Regions from separate parts of the Macaca mulatta genome. Here region 2 is linked to region 1. A link is a contact called in public Hi-C data. All regions are on one chromosome and are shown on one strand. The core of a region is the stretch at or near the end of the contact, and the rest is flanking DNA. Distances in the headings are between cores, read along the strand shown.

What was found. Hi-C and Micro-C count contacts between places; a contact is called where the count stands out from the background.
Region 2: a Hi-C map of fetal cortex germinal zone shows a contact between it and region 1, with 2.7 times the contacts expected there. The contact joins two enhancer-like sites. A contact is called at or near these places in 2 of 14 Hi-C or Micro-C datasets (cortical neurons and fetal cortex germinal zone).

What each region holds. Positions count from the first base shown.
Region 1 is chr1:180,357,616-180,363,420 of T2T-MMU8v2.0, forward strand. No RefSeq gene overlaps it. Among named protein-coding and RNA genes, the nearest start is that of C1H1orf87, 200 kb to the right of the region's middle. Within about 2 kb of position 3,391, at least 5 of the 40 cell types and tissues checked have an H3K27ac peak or open chromatin away from gene starts, as enhancers often do. A contact at or near this core is called in fetal cortex germinal zone, where this site is marked.
Region 2 is chr1:180,656,896-180,662,700 of T2T-MMU8v2.0, forward strand. No RefSeq gene overlaps it. Among named protein-coding and RNA genes, the nearest start is that of CYP2J2, 52 kb to the right of the region's middle. Within about 2 kb of position 3,181, at least 8 of the 40 cell types and tissues checked have an H3K27ac peak or open chromatin away from gene starts, as enhancers often do. A contact at or near this core is called in fetal cortex germinal zone, where this site is marked.

The sequences.
Region 1 (5,805 bases), core at 2,141-4,640:
GTCAAGGGAAGGACCAGATCTCTTGCTCTTAACACCTTGACCATAGAACTTTAAATTGAACAACAAAGAATTTCTCATATGGTACTCTGGTTCTGATCTAAAAACTTGCTTTGGGATGAGGAATACAGAAAGAATGGTAATTCTTCTTATTTACCCTACCAAAGGAGATAGGGTAAATAAGATCTGAACACACTGGTTAATTCCAAATACCATTCCATCATATGAGCTATTGTTATTTGCGATATTACTAGCAGTCAGATCACACCATCTTCTTTAGCAATCCATTCTGCCCCTAGCATCACAGCTTTAAAATGGAATGGGATGCATTTCATAGACTCACAAAAATCCAGCCCTCTTTATGTAGAAAGTTTAAATAAGTGATACGATATGTTCAAATTCATACAGCAGAACCAAGGGTAGATGTCACTTTCAAGTTCAGGCTTCTTCCCAGACCAATTACTATTTTATTTTATTTTTCCAGGCTAACATTTTGTTAACTGCTGATGTCTTGTTTGCTGCACAATCTATAAAGTCAGATTGTTTTCTTATCCTGGCCTTACTATTTGCTAGCTGGATGTACTTGAGCAAGTCACTTTACTTTGCTGAGACTTATATTCTAATATGTTAGATAGAGACTCTCATCTGGGGGACATAATATAGGCCCCTTATAATCAATGTGATGATTATATGATTTAATTTATGTAAAGGTTTTAGCACAGTGACTTATATATGATAATTGCTCAATAATTTTTTTAACATTTTGGATAAAGTTGTGTTTTTAAATGCTCACCTGGCTCTTGTTTTTTCCTCTCCTTTATAATTATAATTATTATATGACAAATGTTACTGTGTTTTAAATACTATGTAGGTAGATATTTTTAAAATAAGATTATATGTGATAGACATTATTCTCTAGGTTTTGTGAATAAGAAAGTAAATATTTAAAATCCATCACTTTCTACACATGTACCCCATAAGTATATGCAAATATGTAACAATGAAAGCATTTTAAAATCCATAACTTCATAATTAATTTACTATATTTTATTAAGTTTTTGAGGTTATTTATGTCTATTTTAAGCATATGGTAGAAACATTATGTAATGATATACTACTGTGAATCTCTTTTCAATTTCATGTTCAAAGACATTACCTTGGTTTTGAAATCAACCATGGTGGAAATACTTATACCATGAAAATTGCCAAATGCTGTAAGTCAGGGTTTGATTTACTGTTTTGATGATTTCTCTAGACTTGATAGGTTAAAAATGCTGTATTCTGTCTGTGACTATTGAGTCACAAACAACAAAAATAACAGGAAATATTTTTCAGTATTAGTGGATTTAACACTACTAGTGAATTTAACAAAGATTTGACTGATACCATTAACAAACAAGTGAAGCTGCCTCTGTCCATTCATTTTTTTGCTCCCTGATAACATAAATGAAAATATCAAGCAACATTCATATCACAATCACACTTGTTGATCAATGAGGTAAGTTACATTTTTGCTGAATCAGACAGTATTTAAACATTTATTTTCAGGCTGATATTGTCAAATCATGATTGGATTGCAAGAATAGCTTGGCCATGAATACAAGAGTTCAACAAAAATTAACTAACGTATTCTATGAGAATCAATTAGCTATATGGAATTTATAATAAAGGTTATTATATTTTTATATATGTAACATGTAAATTGTGTGCTACTTGTCCTGTATATCAGTAAAATGTTTAATAAACTTATGTACATGTACATATGCACATATTTTCCCCTCAGGGAGCTGGTTGTTAAATATTTATCAGCACACCACTGCCCCAATTCATATCTACCTTCTAGTCATCACCTCTCTGGCTTCTGAGCAGATCATAAACTCTAGAATCCAGACACCAGCCAGTGCAGTACTTCACAAGCTCTGCAGTACTTCTCAGGATCTGTTTTCCCAGGATGACCTTGTGTGAGCTGTGAGTCATCAAAACCCTGTTCCTTTGATCTGCCCCAGGGAGAAGGGAATTATGTCCCTTTACCATGGACAAAACTCCACGGGACCTCAGCTTGCAAATTAAGGATTAAGAGAAGTTGAAATTCATTGACATTCTACAAACTCAGAGCTAACGAAGCCTGTGAGGGTAATCCCTTCCAGAACTTTTGTCTTTATGGAATGAGTATCAGAACAGGCCAGTCTCAGGCTCATGTCTGAGTGATTTATCATTTTCATTCATCACCTCTAAGGCTGAGCTGGCCCCAGTTTCCCTTGCCTGGGCTATGGATGTCCCCTGCTGGAAACCAGAGCTCACTGCAACTCAGGAAACTAGAAAAAATGCTGTGGCCATAGATGCATTGTGTGTATGTGTAAGAACACACTCGCTGTCTGCGTGCCTCTCGATAGGAAACCACTCAGGAAGTTCACTCTCTTGGCCTGGTTTTACAGGCCTGCCCTCATTTACTGATTTAATGTCCCAAATGATTGAGAATCATTATTTATCAAGTCTTTTGCATAATGTCCACCACCTGGTAAGCTCTCAATAAACATTTACTGAAAGAAAATGAACATAGCCTTGTAAGGTACATTACGCATGATCTCATTTCATCCTCAGGACAATCAAATAAATTAGGAACTATGATTAACTCCTTCTTGTTTTCAGGTGTTGGAACTCAGGCCTTGCGTAGGGTCACTTAGCCTGGATGTGACAGCATCAGCCTCAGGGCATGAGTGTCCCTGTCTGCAGGCTCCCTGCTCTGCTACAGCCTGACATGCAGTCTCCAAAGTGTTCCTTCTCCACAGCTTCTCCAAAGGGAAATACCTGCTCCTTTTTGCTTTCGTATTTCCCCACCCCCAGTATTCACCCAGGGTGAATCTCGTCCTTTGTCCTGCTTGCTGTGTACCTTGGCCAAATCCCTTCCCCTTTCAAAGTCTGAGTTTCTTCATCAGATAAATAAAAGGGATGGATTAGCTGACTCTTAATTTTAAAATGCCAATTCTAAAATGCTGACGCTTTCTGAATTTAATTTCAGGATAGACATGCTGAGGTCCAAATTGCTAGAGATTTCCTCTCTGGCCAAGGAAATAAAACTCAGTCATATACTACTTGTGAGTTTGTATCAGGAGGACGAAATTAAGCCCCAAAGTCTGCACTGCGCTTTGGGAGCATACTTCTTCAGATCAGGAGCCAACGATCACTTACACGAGAGGTTATCAGTAGATGGACAAAAAGCACCATTTCTCTCTTCTCTCCAGTGAGCCAAAGCATGGTTGCCAATTCAGACAGCCAGTTGGGAGTTTTCAACATGTGACAAGCCCAAAGGCATTTCTGAAGCTGCCAGCACAGAGGCCTGTCGAATCTGCTAAGGAACCAGATGCAGCAGATAAATATCTTCCACAGCTTGGCATCTGGGGCCTGTGCTTGCCAGCTGAGAGAAGGGGCCGTGTTGCACAGTGCTGGGGGTGGGGATGGTAGAGAGATAGCAGCTGAACAAATCACACACATTTCTCATTGAAGTAGAAAAACAGGCAATTCTAGAGAGCATTTCAAAATTTTAAGAGGATCAGATTAAATTCGGATGGTTATATGTATGTTATTATTATGTGAAGGACTGGATTATAAATAGGTAAGTTATATGTTGTGGTCTTCGACACCATTGTTTCATTCAGTCTGTTGATATTATTTTTCATTTCTAGAATGCAGTAGTCTTTATGCAATTTACTTAGTGCAATTACATTCACAAGACAATCTCACACACACACACACACACATGCTTGCGCGTGCGCACACACACAGACACACACACAAATCTTATATATCTAGTTCTGTGCCAAATAAAAATTACAGAAATAAAGCATTCTTTTCATCAACAGGCAATAAATGACTATGTGTTGAGTCATGTGTCCCGACTTTGTTTTTTCAAAAATATATTTCCCTTTTAGATTCTTCAAATGAATATTCAATTTCATTTATTTCCTCTCAATATAATTCATAATATATGAGCAAGGCATTGCTTGGTGCAATTATTATGAAGACAAAGAGACAAAGTGTCTTCAAGGAGCTTATTAAAAATTCCTGGCATACTGATAATCAACAAGATTTTCCTCAACTTCAACCTGATTAAGGGCATCTTGAAAAACCTACTGCTAACATCACACTTGGTGGGGAAACACTAAAGTCTTTCTTCTTAAGCTCAAGCGTAAGGCTGTCCACTCTCACCACTTCAACATCCTATGAAGGTACTAGCCAATGCAAGAAAGTCGGACCAGAAATAAAACCCATTCAGACTGAAGAGAAAGAAGCAAAATTCTATTTGCAGACAGCCTGGTTGTCTAAGTAAAAAATTTTAAGAAATCTACAAAAATGCTGTTAAAACTAACATGCATGTTTAGCAAGTCTTCATGATATCAAGTAAAAACAGTAGTTTCCTCTTATTTGCAGGGATAAGTTTCAAAACCCCCTACAATCATGAATAGTAGCAAACCCTAAATATACAACTTTTTTGTTTGTTTGTTTGTTTGAGACGAAGTCTCGCTCTTTCTCCTAGGCTGAAGTGCAGTGGTGTGATCTTGGCTTACTGCAATCTCTGCCTCCCAGATTGAAGTGATTCTCCAGCCTCAGCCTCCTGAGTAGCTGGGAATACAGGCGCCCACGACCATGCCCAGATAATTTTTGTATTTTTAGTAGAGATGTGGTTTCGCCATGTTTGCCACGGTGGTCTTGAACTCCTGACCTCAGGTGATCCACCCATCTCAGTCTCCTAAAGTGCTGGAATCACAGGCGTGAGCTACTGCGACCAGCCTAATATATTTTGCTAAACATACATGTGATGAAATTTACTGAATTGTGCAGAGTAAAAGATTAGCAACAACAATTAATAATAAAATAGAACAATTATGCCAATATATTTTAATAGACTGTAATAACAGTCATGTGAATGTGACCCTCTCTCTCTCTCTAAATATCCTGTTGTTACTATAGGCACCTATTTTTCAGACCGAGGTTGACCACAGCTCAATGAAACTGAGGAAAACAAACCTGCAGGGAAAGGAGGACTACCGCATATAAGAATTAATTGTATTTTTGTATACCAGCTCTTGTGGATTGAATTGTGTCCCCATAAAACTCATATGTTGACACCCTGGCCTTCAATATGGCTGTATTTGGAGAAAGGGGTGCTCGGGGTAATAAAGGTTAAGTGAGGTCATAATGTTGGGCCTCACTCCAATAGAACAGGTGTCCTTATAAGAAAAGGAAGAGATACCAGAGGGATATCTCTTCCCCTCCCCCTCATGAGTACACAGAGGAAAGGCCACATGAGGACACAGTGAGAAGGTGGCCATCTTTAAGCCAGGAAAAAAAGGGAAAAAAGCCTCGCCAGACACTAATCCTGCTAGCACCTTGAGTTTGGACTTCTACTTTCCAGAACTGTGAGTAAATAAATTTCCATTATTTAAGCCACCTAGTATGGGGTATCTTATTATAATACCCCAAACTGACTAATGCACTAGCCACAAATAATGGAAATTAAAATAACAACGATACAATTACAATAACATCAACAACATGATAAAATAAATGTAGCATGCCTAAACATATGCAACATACCTATAGATAATCATACAAAGTCAATATACAAAATTTACAATATACAAAATTTAGTCTCAAAGACTAAACTATTAAGAATGACTTTTGGCCGGGCGCGGTAGCTCACGCCTGTAATCCCAGCACTTTGGAAGGCTGAGGCGGGCGGATCATGAGGTCAGGAGATCGAGACCATCCTGGCTAACACGGTGAAACCCCGTCTCTACTAAAAATACA
Region 2 (5,805 bases), core at 1,931-4,430, 300 kb after region 1:
TTCCAGAATATAGAAGAGGAAGAAGGAGCACAGCCCAACTCATGTTTTACCCAGATACCAAAACAAAGACAATGTGAAGAAATCTACACACCAACAGCCCTCATGAATATAGACCCCAAATCCTTCACACAATACCAGCAAATCAAATCCAACAATTTGTAAGATACATAATACCAAGTGGGGCCTCTCCTGGAAATGCAAGGCTGATTAAACATCCTAAAGCCAATCAATGTAATTCACCATATCAGCAGACTAAAGACGAAAAATTACATGAATAGACAGGAAAAAATGAAGTCCAACTCTGACATTCTCCAGATGAGAAGCGCAAGGACCAGGAGTGAGATGAGATGTCTCAGTGTCACAAATTACTGACAAATCTGTATGTAGGATGCAGCCCTTCAGACCACAGAGCTGTGTAAAGCTGCTGCCTATGCCGGGTGCAGGGAAGTCCTTAAGTATGAAGGAGCAGTCACCAAGAGGCTTTATTCACAGCTCCACATGGCTGTAACTGAAGGGAGGGAGTAGGAAGCAGCTGGCTCCAGCTCACACCAGCTAGAAAACATCTGAGGGTCACAGACATGAGCATCAAGGGAGCATGAGGTTGGTGGTAGGGGTTATATTTTCCCTGCAACTTCCCCAAAGAGCTGCAAATTGTAACTGCTGAAAATGTGATATAAGGAATTCATTTTTACATATGGTGGCATGCGCCTGTAGTCCCAGCTACTCAGGAGGCTGAGATGGGAGGATCACTTGAGGACAGGAGTTGGAGACCAGCCTGGATCACATTGCAAGACCCCCATTTCTAAAACAAACAAACAAAAAATTAGCCAGGCATGGAGGCAGATGCCTGTAGTCCCAGATATTCTGGAGGCTGAGACTGAAGGATTGCTTGAGTCCAGGAGTTTCAGGCTGCAGTAAGCTATGCTCATAGGGTGCCCACACTAAGTTCAGCATCAATGTGGTGACCTCCTAGAAATCAGGGATTTCCGGATTGCCTAAGGAAGGGTGAACTGGTGCAGGTAGGAAACCGGGCAGGCCAAAACTCCAATGCTGATCAGTAATGGAACTGTGCCTGTGGATAGCCACTACACTCCAGCCTGGCAACATCGTGAAATCCTGTCAAGAAGGAAGGGAAGGGAAGGGAAGGGGAAGGGGAAGGGGAAGGGGAAGGGGAGGAAGGAAGGAAGGAAGGAAGGAAGGAAGGAAGGAAGGAAGGAAGGAAGGAAGGAAGGAAGGAACTCATAATTTGAGAAACACAAGCCACAGTTATTTCTTTTTAAGCAGAGTTTTCAAATATTACAGGATTTTCATCAAGACACAAGAAAAGGCTGCAAATACTTAAATATAACTAAAATGATAGAGATTCCTCAATCTAATCATCTCAAACCAGGTGGGTTTCAGCTCTGTGAACTTCACAAATATTCACTCCTGTCAATACCTTACATTAAACAATTTGGTGTCCTTTTTTTAACTCCTGTTTAGTAACTTGATATCTTGGTCACAATTACAAAACTGGTGGTTTATTTACTCTTAGTTGTGACTATTGGAAAATAATATCAAAGTCAAAATGTCTTTTTTTCCCTTCCCACCCCAAAATTACATACACAGAGAGAGAGAGAGATACACTCACACACACATGCACACACACTTCTCTCCCTTCTCTGCCCGTTTCTCTTCTTGGTTTGGAACCCTTGGGTAAGGTGTATAAAAATTCACTTTTGTTTCTGGGGAGATAATCAATGGCCAACTACCCTCAGCTCCAGAATCTTTAAAGTGAAGTGGAAATTGAATGTACTTCTTATCTGTGCATTTCCTCTTAAACTAGTCCTTTTAAGTCAGCTCAATTTGTTTTTGAGCTTTATCGTTTAAAAGGTACTTCAATACTTAATGCTCCCAATTACCTAGTATCCCCAGTTTACAGACAAGGAAACGAGCGCAGTAGGGTGAAGTAAGTTTCTGCCACCTGCTCAGTTGGATACAACAGGAGCCAGGCACTTGGGTCATTCTGCTGGATATAGAGGTATTATGGCATCCAACCCAAGGAGGGCCATCTCGTGGGCAACACTGGGCAAATGTATAAGTACTGACTTAATCATAGCAACTGTTTAATGGGTTCTTACTGTGTTCAATGCACTGAGCTACATGTTTTTTCTTCAGTAGCTCAGTTAATCCACATAGCCACCCCATGGAGGAGGTGTGATTATCCCCATTTCACTAAAGGAGGAACTGAAGCTGAGAGGGGTCATTTAACTTGGACAAAGTTATATATAACCAGGAAGTGGCTGCATCTTGCAAAGTCAAGGGTCCTGAAAGAGATGCAAACAGCATGTTGTGGGGACAAGTGTGCAGTGGGAGTGGGGGTGTTAACGAGGCAGTTTATGGTTGAGAAGTGACCTCATATGCTTGGGGAAGGGTATATCAAATAAGATTGTTTGGCAGTTGACAGGTATCTTGATAGATGAACCGGATTTGAAAAGGTAGACCTGAACGAGAGAAGAAGAGCAGGTTTCTAGATGGGGCAATGCCACAAACAGAGGCTCGGGGGTAGGGAAGTGTACTTCATAATAATCCTGTTTGGAGGGAGGACCAGCTATGAAGTGTTTTGCAAGAAATGTGACACTAAGGGTAAAGAATGGAAGTCTGACTTTATGTAATTTTCCATGTAAATTAAGGTCAAGATTATTCTTGTAACTATCATGGTTCCTGAACTCAAGAAACTTGCATTCTGTTGGGAAGATAAAGAACTAAACAAGCAATTACAGCACAGCAGTAAGTTCTATGAAAGGTTAGGCACAGAGTGGTCTTTCTAACTCAGACTTAACGGAGGCATGTTACAGAGAGATGTCCAAGCTGAGAACTGAGGACATGTGGGTGTTGTCCACACAATGAAGGACGCTGGTTACTAGGTGGAGGGAACAGCTTGTGGGAAGTCTCAGGCTGGAGTCAGACCATAGATCGCTTGTTTGTGAGGGCTGCAGGTGTTAAGCACAGCGGAAGAGGGGAGAGCAGGTGGGAACTGATAACATGTGAGACCAGGGGGCCTACACGGGGTCAGCTCATGATGCGACTGTGTGCCATGTTAAAGAGTGTATGTGGTAAGGCGCCCTGGCCCAGTGCAAGCATGGGCTGGCTTCCCACTGCAGTCAGCAAATCAATTACGCCCTCCACCGACTTTCGCCTTGTGTATTTAGAATGCATGGAGTTAGCCTGCCAAACATCTGCTCTCGCTATTAAGCATGCCATGGTAACCATTGCACTCCCGTGCGTCAGCGCCACCAGGATTGGTAATAATCACAAGTGTCAAAAACGAGAAAGAATGGAGAAGGAAAGCTGTGCAAAATCCAGCGGCAAGATGATTGGGCTGGCAGCTCCACTCCAGGGCCCCCGCCAGCTGCACCTTCTGCTGCCCCTGTTGGGGGCAGGGGAATTGATGCGGCTCTGGCCTCCTCTTGCCCCTTCTGTTGATCCCTTTCCCTGTATTATTCATCCACTGCTTCCACCGACATTGGAAAATGTTTCGTGCCTTTGCCAGAACAACATATGTGCCCCTGCGTCATTGTGTGTGATAGATAAACCCGCCAACAGCTCACCAGACCCAAGGGGCCTCTGGGTGAAGACCCCGCATTGACACAGGCAGGCAGCACGGTGCCCTGGCAGAGGTGCAGCTCTGAAGACAGAGAGACCTGGCTTAGGATTTCAGCCGCGCAACTTCATAGCCTTGAGACCTTGGGCAAACCTCTCACTCTCTCTCAACCCTACTTCCCTCATTTGTGAAATAAGGGTAGGAACACCTACCTCAGGACCGTTCGGGGGCTTAGAGATCATGAATGGGAGATGGCACAGCACCTTTCACAGAATCAGAGTTCAAGGTTAGCTAGTATGATATTTTTTAAGTTGAGCTCTCAAAAAAATGCTAGGCATAATGCTGAGATCTTTATTCAAATTATTGGATCGCCACAAAAACTTTGCAAGGTAGACATTATTGCCACCATTTTACAGGACTGAGGCTAAGAGAGTTAAGTGACTTTTCCAACGCATGGAGGTCGTCATGGCAGGCCAGACCTGCACTCGGGGATCCCTCCATAGCCCGCGGCTTACTGCTTAAACCAAGCGCTCCTCCACATCTGCAAGGTTCTTCCCGTGTTGAGCTGAAATCTCCCTGTTGATAAATATTATATATAAGTCCAGTTCTGCTGCTAGGGCCACATATAATAAAATAAGCCTGTTTCCTCTTCCAAACCAAAGCCCTTCAGAAAAGCAGGGCGGGCTCCCATAGCCCTCGAATCCTCTTTCCCCCAGGAAAAGAGTTCTGAGTCCCTGAGCAGGGCTCATACAGCCTGGTTCTCACGCAGCCACTCCCCGCAGGGCACCCTCCACGCTGGCCAGTGTCTCTCTCAGAGGTGATGCCCGGGTGGGGTTTGTGTCTTTCCTTCCAGCCCTAGGAGTCACTGCATCTCGGGGCGCACACGGAGGACCTGGGCCTGGAGCTGTCAGGGCTGGTGCCTTCATCCGGCACACACCCCATCGTTTTTCCGCCGGTCTCTGAACGCCGCCTCCCAGCCGAGAGCGCGGTAACATGGGCTCCAGCGCCCTCTCGTGGACCGCGAGGGAAATCTGCGATCAAGGAGCTCAGGATCAGCATGGGAAGAGGAAGGGAGAAAGCGGCTGATTGTCCCCGTGAAAATCGTAATTATTAAAAATGCCCGCCCAGTCCACCTCCGTAGCTGCCGTTTGTTTGTGTCTGGATTGAATGTCAGTCTCGCCAGGTTAGTGTGAGATGGGTGACTTCCCAGAGGACTGCTATTTCTAAAGTCAGTCAGGAAAGAGGCAAGGGTGTCCCCACCTTCCACGCTTTTAATTAAACCTCATTATCCACCTCCTCCCCAGTGTTCCTTCAGCTATGCTAAGGATATAAGGAGAAGACATATGTGAACATATCTGCGCCCAAGCATCAAAAGTAGAGTGATCCCGTTTGGCACCGCTGCCCCATAGGCTCTTGGAGGGGATGGCAGGAAGGGGTATGACAGCAGGAAGGGAACACCTGAGGCAGTAGTGGGGGATTATTGGGAAAAACATAAGGTCAGATAGCAACTTGAGTTGGCGCTCAGGGTTACTGAAATACCCACCACTGGGTCCCATCCTCCTACCTTATGCAAATGAGTGACTTCTTTCTCTACCAATAACTTTCTGGGGGTCATTGGGCAAGTCGTTTCACTTCCTGGGCAAGGTAGTGTCAGAGGTCCTCCGTTCAGTTGTAATATTCAATGAATATTCAATGAACTCTAACATCACATGGTCACCAAATCAATTTCAGCCATCTAGCGGACTGCTGCAAGACTGGGCCACAGGTCTGCAAGACTGGGCCACGACAGTTTTTTGTTTGTTTGTTTGAGACGGAGACTTGCTCCGTCTCCCAAGCTAGAGTGCAGTTGCGCGATCTCAGCTCATTGCAACCTCCGCCTCCCGGGTTCAAATGATTCTCCTGTTTCAGCCTCCCGAGTAGCTGGGCTTACAGGTGCCTGCCGCCGCGCCCAACTAACTTTTGTATTTTTTAGTAGAGACGGGGTTTCGCCATTTGGGCCAGGCTGGTCTCGAACTCCTGACCTCAGGTGATCACTCGCCTCAGTCTCCCAAAGTGCTGGGAAAACATAGAACTAGAACTGTCATTAAATATCTGTTGAGTACATTCAACTGATGCAGCATTGACACCATGGTTTTCTTCCTTCATGGTAACAGGGCGGTGTTCAACAAGCCAAAAATGAACAAAAACATAAAGGTTTTTTTTTATTGCCTTCATTTAGTATC